2 separate regions of the Mus musculus genome follow, and region 1 is linked to region 2. The links are chromatin contacts, called in public HiChIP or PLAC-seq maps. All regions are on one chromosome and are shown on one strand. The core of a region is the stretch at or near the end of the contact, and the rest is flanking DNA. Distances in the headings are between cores, read along the strand shown.

Region 1 (6,057 bases), core at 2,243-4,742, 35 kb after region 2:
GCTTTGATTTGTACCTCCTGACACACAAAGTCTAAATATTTGACGGCCCTTTACTTTCTCTGAGTTCTAGCGTAGCAGAGGTATCTGGGTAGTCTTGGTCGTGGTCTTGGGATGGGAGTTTACAAAGTATCATGGAACAGCTCCTATTGCTTGTTAGTGTTGTGGGCAAGATTCCCATGCTCTGTACTTCCTGTTTAGTCTGTTTTGTGTGCATGTATATGTATGTGTGTGTGTGTGTGTGTGTGTGTGTGTGTGTGTGTGTGTGTGTGTGTGTGTGTGAGCGCGTGTGAAAGAGAGGGTGGGGAGAGAGAGAGAGAGGGAGAGAGAATGAGAGAGAGGGGGAGGAGATGGGGGAGAGAAAGACTTGCGCTTGGTGGTTTTGATTTGGGTTTTGCTTTGAGACAAGGTTTCACTATTGAAACTAACCTGGAACTCTTCATTTAGACCAGGCTAGCCTGGAAATCAGAGGTCTGTCTGTCTCTACCTTACGAGTGCTGGGATCGAAACGTACCCAGCCTGGTCTAGTTCTGTTCGTTTTGAGATGGTCTCATGTAGCCCACGCTGGCCTCTTGTAAGCCCAGGCTGACCCTGAACACCTGATTGTCTTCTTTCCATCTCAGAGACTTAGGGATCAGTTTCCACTCGATTTCAAAATTAGAAAAACAAAAACCAAACCACCACCAACAAAGGCATGAAAGCAGAAGGAAATGGGGAATAGATATGATCAAAGTATATTTTATGAATATATGCAAACACCATAAGAAAAGCCCTTACCCTGTACTATTGATTAGCACTAATAAAAAAAAAAAATCACTAGTTCGAAAAATCACAAGTTCGAAAAATCACAAGTTCAAAGCTAGCCTGATTACATGAGACCCTGTCTTTAAAAAAAAGAAGAAGGGATTGGGGGTGGAAAGGAAGCCAATGGTGCAATGGACTAGGGACCTGCCTGGAGTTTGTCCAGGGCGGAGGCTGATCTAAGCAAAGAATTTCTGTTGTCAGTTACGCTGTGATTGGATGGAAATCTGAGAAGCTTGGGGGGAAAACCAAACTAGGACCTTATGAATGCTCCTAATTATATGACTTCATGCTGGCCTCCCAGGGTGGCTGAGCTGAACCTGCCAAGAGCATAAGAGCTAAAAGCCAGCGAGTGAGTAAATGAGCCAGTGGAGGTCGGAGTGAAGGGAGTGAAGGGTGGGGTAGGAAGCCAGGGATAAAAATCACTGTCATAATAAAAATGACTGCAGTTTCCTTTCCAACTTCCCCCTTTTCCCTTTTTATCTGCACACACAGTGAACGCTCACACATATACCTCGCTTTATCTACCCATGTGTCATCAGAAAGTCCCCTAGCTTGCAACCCCAGCCAGCCACATTGCTCCATCCTGGAACTAATTGACCTGCTGAGTTACTCTGGTCCACACCGTGCCCCACCCCCACTCTGGGAGTCACTCCCCACTCCTCCCCCTGCATCTCAAAACCATTTCCTAGGGCCCGGTTCCAGCCCCAAATCCCACATCTCGGTGACTCATTCTTTGCCTGATTCTATCCAAATTTCCAGTGCCCACGCCTGGCCTGGGATTCACCTCATTCTCTGGAGCCTGTAGGGACAAGCACAGTGCTGGCGGGGGCTCACAATGGGCTGGATTATCATCTGTGTCTGATTGCGTGTTCTCCCCCATTATCCTGAAGAACTGCCACTGTTCAACGTGAAGATGGAGAAAGTTAAGTCTCAGAAATGGAAAGTAAGGCTGGGATGTAGTTCAGTGGTAGAGCTCCAGCCTATCCGATGCAAGGCCCTGTCAATCCCAATACTGAAAGATTATCTTAAGACACCACCATTCGATTGCTGTGAAGAGACGCCACAACCAAGGCAAATATTATACAAGAAAGCTTTTAACTGGGGGGTTTGCTTATAGTTTCAGAGGGTTAGTCCATTATCATCATGGAGGGAAACATGGTGGTACATGGACAGACATGATGCTGGAAAAGTAGCTGAGGGCTACATCCTGATCCACAGGCAGCAGGAAAGGAGAGAGAGAGAGAGAGAGAGAGAGAGAGAGAGAGAGAGAGAGAGAGAGACTGGGCCTGGTGTGAGCTTTTAAAGCCTCCAAGCCCACTCCCAGTGACATACCTTCTCCAACAAGGTTCTAATCTTTTCCAAAAAGCTTGTCCATCTGGGAACTAAGCATACAAATATATGAGCTATGAGGGTGATCTCATTCAAACCTCACAGGGGATGGCAGAGAGAGTGCCTTGCTAAAATCCCATGATAAATAAAGAACCAACCTCGGGTCCCAAATGCTCTTAAGGAACACCTCTGGGAAAGTATATACGGTTCTGTAGTTTTCTTTCTCTTTAAAAAATTATATTGTGGGCTGGAGAGATGGCTCAGAGGTTAAATACACTGACTGTGCTTCCAGAGGTCCTGAGGTCAATTCCCAGCAACCACATGGTGGCTCACAACCATCTGTAATGGAATCTTGGTACCCTCTTCTGGCATGCTGACAGAACACGGTACTAAATAAATAAATAAATCTTTTTTTAAAAATCATATTGTGTATGTGTGTGTTTGTGTGTGTCTTACATAGCACAAGTATGGAGGTCAGAGGACAACTTAGAGAATTCAGTTCTCTCCTTCACCATGTGTGTCTGGGGCTCAACCCTAGGTCATAGAAGTGGTAGCAAGCCCCTTTCTCTACTGAGCCATCTCACCAGTCCTAGATATAGGACTCTACCTCCCTTCTTTAATTCTTTTTAAATTATTGATGATGATGATGATTGTGGGTGTGCTACATGACACAGATCAGAGGACAACTTTGTGGAATCCATTTTTTCCCCCATTTTTATGTGGGTTCTAGGATGTGAACTCTGCTTGTCAGGCTTACCCAACAAAGTGCCTTGTACTCAGCCTGTCCATCAATCCCTCCCACATTTTCTCACTTCCTTGCCTCAAGCTCATGAGAAACACATCTCTCTTTGTGTCATTCATGTGTCCATCAGCTAGCTCATTCATTCATGCAATGAAACCATATTTACAACGTGCCAGCCGCATAGCTAAGCCATGCTTGCATGCATTGAGCCTGACCCTCAAGGAATTTCCATTCCAGAGATGAATTCAGAAGGGTGGTGGTGCAAGGGATACGTTAACAGAAGAGACCCGGACATTGTAGCAGTGACAAATCAGACATGATCCGAACTGACCCAGGTGCGGGGCTTCCCACGCTCTGGTCACTTTGATTGCGTTTTCGGGGGATACGGGAGTGGGGGAGGGACTTTGCTGGGTATAGACTGTAGACTTGGGTAGGCATTTTGGCAAAGCTTTGGTTAACTTTCCTCCACCTCTTCCGCAGACCTCCTCCAGAGAAGGAAGGAGAGAAGGGGGTGCTTCCGACTAGCGGGACCAGAGTCACGTGCTCCAGATCGCCTTCCGAACTGCCGGCGTCTCGGCCCGGCCAGGGTTGCTAGGCAACTGGTAAACTCCGCAGCTCCCAGCCGTTTAAGCTGCGCTGGAGCTGGGACTGGTCTTGGGCGCTTCTCCTGGGCTGTGTGGCAGGAGGTGAGCCAGGATAAGGGGCGGGCGTCCTAGAGGACGTCCAAGCCCGAAAGAAGACCTGGCAAAAAGAGGGAAAAGCTCTCGAGGGTAATAATCACCAACAGTGCAAGAAATCTCGGAGAACTGTCAGGTGCTGGAATCAGCTCATTCTGCTGCATTAATCCTCGCTGCCCTGAATATTCTTCAAGCTCCAGGACCTCCTCAGCCTCCAAGCACCTTGCCTTCTGCACTTCTCCACCAGGCCCTGACCCGGGCTGTGACCCGGAGTGGGCGGGACCTCTTTCTGGCTTTCAGGTGAATGGAACAAAATTTCAAGCCCAGGAAGGATGGGTTGTTAAGAAGAGAGCTTTCAGTTAAACGTAGGGAGGGGGATAGGGATAGGCCGGTAAACCCTGCACTCCTGTAAACTGATGCAGGAGGATTACCAAGAGTCAGAGAGCAACCTAGACTACTCAGTGCGCTCTAGGCCAGTGGACTCAGAGTGAGAGCCTGTCTCAAAGACTAAGAGAGGGGGCTGGAGGACTGTCTCAGCTGCTAAGAGTGAGTGCGCTCTTGCAAAGAACCGGGAGTTTGATTTCCAGCACCCACATCAGGTGACTCACAACCCCTGAAACTCCAACTCCAGGGGATTTGGCACTTCTGGCTTCCACCCCACCTGCACTTGTGTGCACTTACACACACACACACACACACACACACACACACACACACACACACACACACACGATTAAAAATAAAGTGAAATTAAGAAAAATAAAATGGAGGGCGTAAAATGGGAGATCACAAGAGTCTTGTGGACTGAGCACAGGTACTGTATGTAAATGCACCTTTTCTTTTGCCCCTCCATCTGGGAGTTGGCCTTTCATCTACATTTAGGGTCAGGAGACCATTTTCCTAACCTTGTCCAGAAGGTTCACAAAGACATTGGAAAGACACAGGAGCCCTTCCATCTGTATTCCTCACTCAAGCACGGCTCTACAATTCCAGGCACACAAGGGACAAAGGGTGACCCTCCTCCTGGCCCCCTTCCCATACTGACACCTCTGTTGCCTGCTATTTCCTGGCCCTTCCTCCCAGCTGTGTACCATGCTTTCCGCTCAACCACAAGGGGTTCTCTCTAGGAACGACTTTGCTCATTATCCTCGCCTGAGGCAAGTCTTGTTGTTTCTGTTGGGCTAGGGTGCAGGAAATGATCACATGTTTTGGTGTTTGGACCAGGGTATAGCGGTTCTTTGTGACCCTGGATTTGAGACTCAGTGGGGCTGGGTGTAGCTCAATGGTAGAGCACTGGCTGATATGTGTAAGGTTCTAAGAGTCCATATTTAGCTCTGTGTGTGTGTGTGTGTGTGTGTGTGTGTGTGTGTGTGTGTAAGAGGGAGGAGGAAGAGGAAGAGAAAGAGAGAGAGAGAGAGAGAGAGAGAGAGAGAGAGAGATTATGATACTGCATGCTTCTGGAAGGTTCCCACGGGGGCAATGTTCCCCTGAAACTCCCAAGCAACAATACTCCTGATGTCCCCTTGAAGACACCCTGCTCAGACCCTCTTTGGGGAAGCCTCACCCTGGAGCATTTGTCTTCCAAAAGAGGAGAAAGAGCACTCTGACACTCTTGGCTGACCTAGCCATTTATCTTTGCACCCTGTTAGCTTGTGAGAAAAGAGCCTGCTCTGGGGCTTTGAGTATGCTGTCTTCTTGTCACCAGGCTAGCCTTTAAATGTCCCCTCTGTCTGCCTCCAGACACAAGACAATGCCTCCGTTCTCCACGAGGGCTTGGCCTCGGGAAACACCAAGTAAGAAAGCAGAGCTGTTAGAATCGGAGCGGGACTGAGGAGGCTGGTGTTTTTCTTTCCGGAATTTTCTCATTCTCTTAAGTGTCCCTGTGTCCTTGGGAGCCAGCTGTACCACAGCAATTGGAGATGGAGAGAGACAGCCCCTAATTGCCTGCATCCAACTGCCAGGTCTGTGGTGGAAGACAGAGAGAACTTAATCGACTTTACATTCTTTCTTCCAAGGCCTCAATTCTGTCCATACAGAATGAAGACACGGGGGGGTGGGGGTGGGGCACCCTTATGCAGACTGCTTCTTTGCCAACCCCTCTGCTCTCTGAGCCATCTCTCCCAACCATAAGGGAGACTTTCTAAACACGTATGATTTGGGTTGGCTTGGGGGATGGCTGGAAGCATGCTTTTATTGTTTTTGGTTTTTTGTTTTGTTTTTTGTTATTTTTGAGACAGGGTCTTCTGTAGCTCAATCTAGTCTCAAACTATGTAGATGGAGCTAGCCTTAACTTATCTCAGTCTTTTTGCCTCTACCTCCCAAGGCCTGGGATTACAGGCATCAATAGCCATGCCTAGCAGGTCATGCTGCCTTGAAGGAACAATGTATGGATGCCTGGGGAGTTAACCTCACCTCCCCCCTTCTCAATCACCGCTGTTCCAGCTGTTCCCCCCCCCCCCACCTGCTTCTTGATGGATACACTCAGCTCTCAGCCCTTCAGCCTTAGGA
Region 2 (6,723 bases), core at 3,251-5,750:
TGAAAGCTGAATCAGGACCCAGCAGGTTCTAGGTTAAATGAGGCAGGCAGGTGTCCTTTCAGCTCCCTAAGAGGGAACTTGCCTGAAGCTAAAACTTCACAGTAGAGGACTAGATCAGGAATATTTAGAGAAAATGGGGTGTGATAGTCTGAGGTTATTTTTTTAAGATTTATTTATTTTATTTATATGAGTACACTGTAGCTGTCTACAGACACACACCAGAAGAGGGCATCAGATCTCATTACAGATGGTTATGAGCCACCATGTGGTTGTGGGGAATTGAACTCAGGACCTTTGGAAGAGCAGTCAGTGCTCTTAACCATTGGGCTATCTCCCCAGCCCTAGTCTGAGGTTCTTAACCATGTCAGGAGAGCCCTGAAGGTTGGCACCGACTGTGTCAAATCAGATCTCAGGACTCCACCAGAGCCACCGAATCAGAATACATTTTAGAAAAGGCCATGGAGACTATAAGGCCCAGGGCCAGAGCCGGGGGGGTGGGGGGGGGGGTGGGGTGGGGGGACAGTAGTAGGCAGAGTACAGGGGTTTTAGAGCAGGGTCTGCTGTGATGGTGAATATCAGACACTGCGTGTCCAAACCTCTAGAATTTTAACCAAGAGTGACCACTGTGCACACTGGGCCTTGGATGATACCCATGTTCCTACTGGGTTACCAGTCATAGCCAGGAGTCCTTCATAAAGGAGGTCAGTCATACTGAGGACTGTACACAAATAGAGGAATTCTGTACCTGCTATGAGCCTAAAGCCACTCAAAAAATTATTTTTTTTAATTTATTTATCTTTTTGTTTGTTCGTTTGTTAAAGATTTATTTATTTATTTTCTGTATATGAGTACACTGTAGCTGTACATATGGTTGTGAGCCTTCATGTGGTTGTTGGGAACTGAATTGAGGACCTCAGCTCGCTTCGGTCGGCCCAAAGGTTTATTATTATACATATGTACACTGTAGTTGTCTTCAGACGTGCCAGAAGAGGGTGTCAGATCTCATTGCAGGTGGTTGTGAGCCACCATGTGGTTGCTGGGATTTGAACTCAGGACTTCGGAAGAACAGTCAGTGCTCTTACTAGCTGAGCCATCTCGCCAGCCCCAAATTTATTTATCTTTATTTTATGCGTATGGGTGGTTTGTCTGTATGCATGTCTAGGCACTGTGTGTATACAGTGCCTTTAGAGACCAGAAGAGGAAGGCAGATCGATCCCTCTGGAACCAGTTTATGATGGTTGTGGAGTGCGGTCTCAGTGCTGGAAACAACCAGGGACCTCAGAAAGAGCAGCCAGTGTCCTTAACACTGAGCCATCTCTACAACCCTGAAAATGTATTTGTCTGTCTGTCTGTCTGTCTGTCCATCTGTCCGTGTAATAGCCCTGGCCGTCTCCCTTAGCACTCACTATGTATACCAGGCTGGCCTCGAACTCCCAAGTGCTGGGACTAAAGGCATGCACCACCACCTGGGTATAGAAACTTTTTTTTTTTGAAGATAAATGCAAGGTTGGGACTGGATCTCAGGAGCAGATTGTTTGCCTAGCAGGCCTGTAGTCCTGGGTTCAGTCCTCAGCACATAGAACGATTGACAGTACTTATGGGAAATCCAGAAGAAAGTGTTTGCTGGACAGACATGAGGACCTACGTGAGTTTGGATTCCCAGAACCCACGGACAAAGCCCACACATCTGCAATCCCAGTGCTAGGGATGGAGGCCAGAGCCAGGCATAAAGCTGAGGTTCCCTTGCCAGACTAACCATTTCACCGAACTCCAGGTTCACTGAAGACTTCGTCCCAAGGGAATAGCACAGAGTGACAGATGAAAGCACCCAGCATCATCTTCTGTCCCCCTTGTGCACGTGCACACGTGCATATACACATATGAGCACACGCTACACACAAAGCAGCAAGTGTATTCTCTTCTGGGTATCACCCCTAACCTTTCTTTGGGGTTTTGCCCGTAGTGCTGCGGTGGGCGTTGGTTTCTATGGAAACAGCGAGACCAACGATGGGATGCATCAGCTGATCTACTCCCTGGACAACGCGAACCACACCTTCTCTGGAATGGATGAGCTGGTAAGGATTGTGGGCAGGTGGCTGGGCACAGGCACAGCCCATGAGATCAGCAAGGCCGGAACAAGGGTACCAGTCAGATCTCAGGAGCCCAGCTGCACCCTGTCGAGTTGTGTGATGGGCGCTGTGGGCCGGGCCGCCTTCTGAGCCGTTGCCCTGCCAAAGGCAAACACAGTTTCTATGTCCCAGACATAGGGAGGTTTCAGGGCAGCTCGGCCCCATCAGACCGACCCCCTTTGGTCTGCAGAACATCTGAGACCTTACCCATCCCTGAAGCAGACCTCGGACATGGGTTCTGGAGTTGTTCTGTTGTGATTGTGTTTAAAGCGAGAGGTCTCGCTGTGTAGCCCTGACTAGCCCGGCACCCACTGTATAGGCCAGACTCACCTGGAGCTTTCCATGATGTTCCTGCCTCTGTGTACCCAGGGTGGAAACACTGCCACCCTAGTGTGCTGGGCATGGGTTGGTTGAGACAGGGTCTGTATGTCTTGAGCCCTCTATTACTTCGAGGACGACCTGATGCTTATGTGCGTGTGTGCACCCCTATGCCTTGTATACGTTTGAACCTCAAGCTTTATACATACTAGGCAGTCGCTCTACCAGTTGAGCTATATCCTCAATCCTGAACATGGATTTTTTTTTTTAATGTTAGCTCTAAGTGCTTTGAATAGAGTTCTGATCCATATATCGAAAGGAGAGAACCTAGAGACCGAGCATGGTGGTAACAGGGTCTGCCAAAAAATAATTTTGTAAGTGATTTTAAAAAGTCTGTAGAAACAGTAGAAGAGCCCCTCAGCCCTGCCCCACCCCCACCCCACCCCCCCACACATACAGGGCTGGGAAGAAGCCTCATAAACCCAGCTGTGTGTCGGGACCGTGGGACCAGTGGCACTATCTCTGGGCTCATCTCTTCACCCCTGGCCCCTACCTGCCTGTCACCTTTGCAGAGTGCTAGCTAGTCTTTCCTGCTGATTTTTAAGGTGATCCCGTGACAGCTTCTGGTGCCTCCTGAGGACTCTGGTGGGGGAAGACCAGATGCATATTTCAGGGAAACGAGTCCTTGGGCATCTGACCCTCTCTGGACCAGGTCCCTCCAGAATAGCACAGGTCCCAGCAAAAGGCACATTTGATTTGCCAGCCCTAACTCGAGGAACTGGTGACCTGGCGTCCTCCCAAGGGAGGACTCAACATCATCTGACCCCCGCCCCCACCCCCCAACATGCTCCTTTGAGCTCCTCTGGGGATCTAATCCTTCCATCAGCTCCTGGGGGTGGGGCAGGGACAGGAACTCTCACCTAAAAAAAAAAAAAAAAAAAAAACACAGGCTGTGGTGCTTCAGATGTGCACTGCTCAGGATTTGTGGGAGCTGGTCCCTGGGAACTCTGTCCTGATGGGGGCCAAGTCCCCAAGGACACCTTCTGTTTATTTGGTATTACCCTGTCTCTCTGTCCCTAGCCACCATCGGCCTTGGAAGTGGGAGAAGCCCGCATGCTGGAAAGCCCCAAAGCTATGACCTTCACTGTTGGGAAAACTCTAGTCTTTATCTCTGGGGAGGAACTTGCTGGTATCTAGGAACCAGCTCTAGGCTCCCTGCCCTCCTGAGCCAGGTTTGAACACTTGGCTGTGTGACCTTACCCTCACCCTGTCCCTGGAGACAGCCCCTTACCATCTGGCTGTTGCTGCAACGTAAGATAATTGTCCTGGGGCTCCTTGGTGGGGCTGCCTGCTATGGTAGCATCTGCCCTTTTTATCTAAGAGGGTGGGGAAGGCCTCAAGATGGGTACCTGACAGTCTCTGGCCTGAGGCCTGCAGGAAGATGATAGATCCTTTATAGGGCCTTCCCCCCTCATCCAAGGGGTGGGGTCCAAATTGCAGGTAAATGGCTAAATGGCATCAGGTGAATTACCACCGGAGAAAGTGCCGGGTAAACTATAGAGTGCTCTCTCCCTCAGGAATTAAGATAATGGCGTCATTATAATAATTACTGCAATCACCATGAAGTGGAGGTGCTCAGGTTGTGGGAGGCTGTGGGTGGCAGAGTCAGGATGGAGACTCATCCAACAGCCCAGATCATAAAGCCAGGCCCTGATGGAGCCCAGATGTAGCAGCCATGGTCAACTAAGAGACCCTTCCAGGGCTGCCCCTAAACACAAAGACCAAGGACCCTCTGTATGCTCCTCTCTTGGCTAGAGACCCCCACCATCCTGAGCCCATAGTAGGCCTGTGGGAAACTGCTGGGTGGAGAAACTGAGGGAGGAAGAACACAAAGCCCAGTCCTTGGGTCCTTTTCCTCCCTACTACCTCCCTGAATCTGAGCCAGTGTTCCTCTTGACCCGGTCCACCCACACCCAGGACCTGGTGATCCCTCCCAGAGGTCAGAATCTCCCTGAGAGCTTGTTAGCCCCCGGGGCGCCAGGCCCGCCCTGCTGGGCTCCAGTTCATCTTCTGAGGCAAGCTGAAAATTTGCATTTGTAATGAGATCCTTAGCGATGCTGCTTGCCTGGGGACCGCAATTTGAAAGCTACACCCTTGTCCTTAAAGACCTTCCTTCTCTCTGGCCTGGGTGCCCACCTGGTGGAAGAGCTGAGCTGTTTCCTTCATCTTCAGCTCCCAAGAGAAAGCCACAGCCCATCTCCGGGGCATCACACCTGTCTTCTTGAAGGGCAAAGACTAGGACCCATGTGAGCAAGCACAGAGCTACAGGGAGGCCCTTGTTGTGATGTGCTCTAACACCTGTCTGTCTGTCTGTCTACCTAGCATGTATCTATCATCTCTTCCCATGAAACAATACCAGAAAGAAAAAAAAGAAAATGGACTTGACAGATGTTTTTTGTCTTGTGGCTTTGTTTCTCTTCTTTTTTTCTCTAGTTCAAGGTTCTACGATGTGACCCAGACTATCTTAGAACCTGATCCTCTAGCCTCAACCTCCTGAGCTTTCAGAATCCAGGCCTTGGACACCATGCCTGGCCTATTCTTCTCTAATTTTTGTTGTTTTGGTTTTTCAGCACAGGAAGGGTCTCTCTACGAGCTCTGGCTGTCCTGGAATTCTAAGTGTAGCGCATCCTGTGTTGTGTAGCCCAGGCTGTGTGTATAGCCCAGGCTGTGAGCCGCCACACCTGGCTATTCCTTACAATCTTAAATTCTCTGTGTTTTTTTCCTTGGGGTTTTGTTTGTTTGTGGGAGGCACTTATTTTCTTCATGTTTGTTTTTTGAGTCACAGATAGCTCAGGCTGGCTCCCAGTATAGCCAAGGGATGACCTTGAACTCTTGGTCCTGCTGCTGAGCGCTGGGACTACAGTGTTCAATACAATGCCCAATGTGTTGGATGCCTTGGCTCTAAGTCAGGACCTCGTGCCGGCTGGCCAAGCATTCTATCAAATGAGCTACATGCTCATTCTCGGCTCCTCTTTTCCTTTTGTTTTGTTGGTTTTCGTTTTTTGAGACATTTTTTTTTTTCTGTGTAGTCCTAGCTGTCCTATAACTCATTCTGCAGAGATTCACCTGCCTCTGCCTCCCAAAGCTGTGTGCCCCTCCACCTCCAGGAAAGGGAGGACTTTTATTTTTGTTTGTTTTGGTTTTTGGTTTTTTGGTTTGTTTTTTGGTTTTGTTTTGTTTTGTTTTGTTTTGTTTTTTTTGAGACAAGAGCTCATCTGTGGCCCAGTCTGGTCTTGACTTCAAGGTAATCCTCCTGCCTCAGCCTCCCAATTATTAGGATTCTACAGGCACGAGCCAGCAAGCCCAGTCATATCTGTCTCTGTCTTGGTGTCTCTGAATCTGTCACTACCTCCTAAGAACCCAACAAAAGCCAGAAAACGGAAGAGGTGCTGACACCCACGGAAACAGGGAGCCATGGTTTGTTCTAGAATCAGGAAGTCACCCTGTAGGGAAGGCATGAAAAGCCGCAAGATTGATGTGAAGTTCCCATGATTCCCCGAGCTCAGACCTCTCTCCTATGGGCTTCGTTGCTGTGCCCTCCTCCTCTGCCCCTCTGCAGGGATTTTTCTCTTGCAGGCTGGGGGAGCCAATGTTGTAGAAATTTTTAATCCCTATCCAGGGTTTCTACCCTGCCTTTGACCATTTAGTATCTGGATAAAAGACACCATCTTTATATTTACAATAACCCTTAATCAGCATAAGAGTTGGACAGATATCTACCCTCTATCCTATTAGAACCTACTTTCCAATTGATGACTTAATAACTGGGTTATTACTTACTATGTCTCATCTGGGCAGCTCTTCACTCCAATTGGCCCACCCTCAGGGCCTTGTTTTCATGACTCACCTAACCCATGGCTTCTGGCTCCGCCTCAAGCCAAGGCTGCTGGGGAAGGATTAACAAGGCATCCTGTCCTTCTTCCAGCGGTTTGTTTATAACAGTGTCAAAGCAGCAAAGCCAGACCCTGGTAGCATAGTCCTGTTAGTCCAGCTATTCCAGAGGCTGAGGCAGGGTGATCTCAGATTCAAGGTCTACCAGGACTACAGAGCCATTTCCAGGCTAGCCTGGGCAATTAGTAAGACCCTGACTGCAAACCAAATAAAACAGAAACAAAGCTGTTAGTCTCTCAACTGCCGACATGATGCAGGCTCCGTGTGGCCAGGTGAGAGTGACCTTTGTAGGTTAAGCTGCCCCTTGCCCCTTGTTTAGGAGCTG

What was found. HiChIP or PLAC-seq counts read pairs in DNA pulled down with a chosen protein or histone mark.
Region 1: an H3K27ac HiChIP or PLAC-seq map of embryonic stem cells shows a contact between it and region 2, with 20 read pairs. The contact joins the promoter of Dnaic2 here to the enhancer-like site in region 2. A contact is called at or near these places in 12 of 39 promoter capture datasets (the 3T3-L1 cell line, HPC-7-derived erythroid cells, the SN4741 cell line and 8 more), 1 of 15 datasets of contacts at CTCF or cohesin (large pre-B cells), 47 of 484 Hi-C or Micro-C datasets (the 3T3-L1 cell line, 3T3-L1-derived adipocytes, the Ba/F3 cell line and 24 more), 7 of 115 datasets of contacts at active chromatin or transcription factors (bone marrow-derived macrophages, embryonic fibroblasts, embryonic stem cells and 1 more) and 4 of 9 other capture datasets (adipose tissue, embryonic stem cells, liver and 1 more).

Annotation. Positions count from the first base shown.
Region 1 is chr11:114,723,927-114,729,983 of GRCm38.p6, forward strand. It overlaps Dnaic2 (dynein, axonemal, intermediate chain 2), which reads left to right and starts at 3,493. Exons shown (of 13, transcript NM_001034878.3): 1 at 3,493-3,849.
Region 2 is chr11:114,688,276-114,694,998 of GRCm38.p6, forward strand. Ttyh2 (tweety family member 2) reads left to right here. Exons shown (of 14, transcript NM_053273.2): 3 at 1,964-2,075. Among named protein-coding and RNA genes, the nearest start is that of Ttyh2, 16 kb to the left of the region's middle. Within about 2 kb of position 4,501, at least 35 of the 459 cell types and tissues checked have an H3K27ac peak or open chromatin away from gene starts, as enhancers often do. A contact at or near this core is called in the CH12 cell line, embryonic stem cells, liver and 3 more, where this site is marked.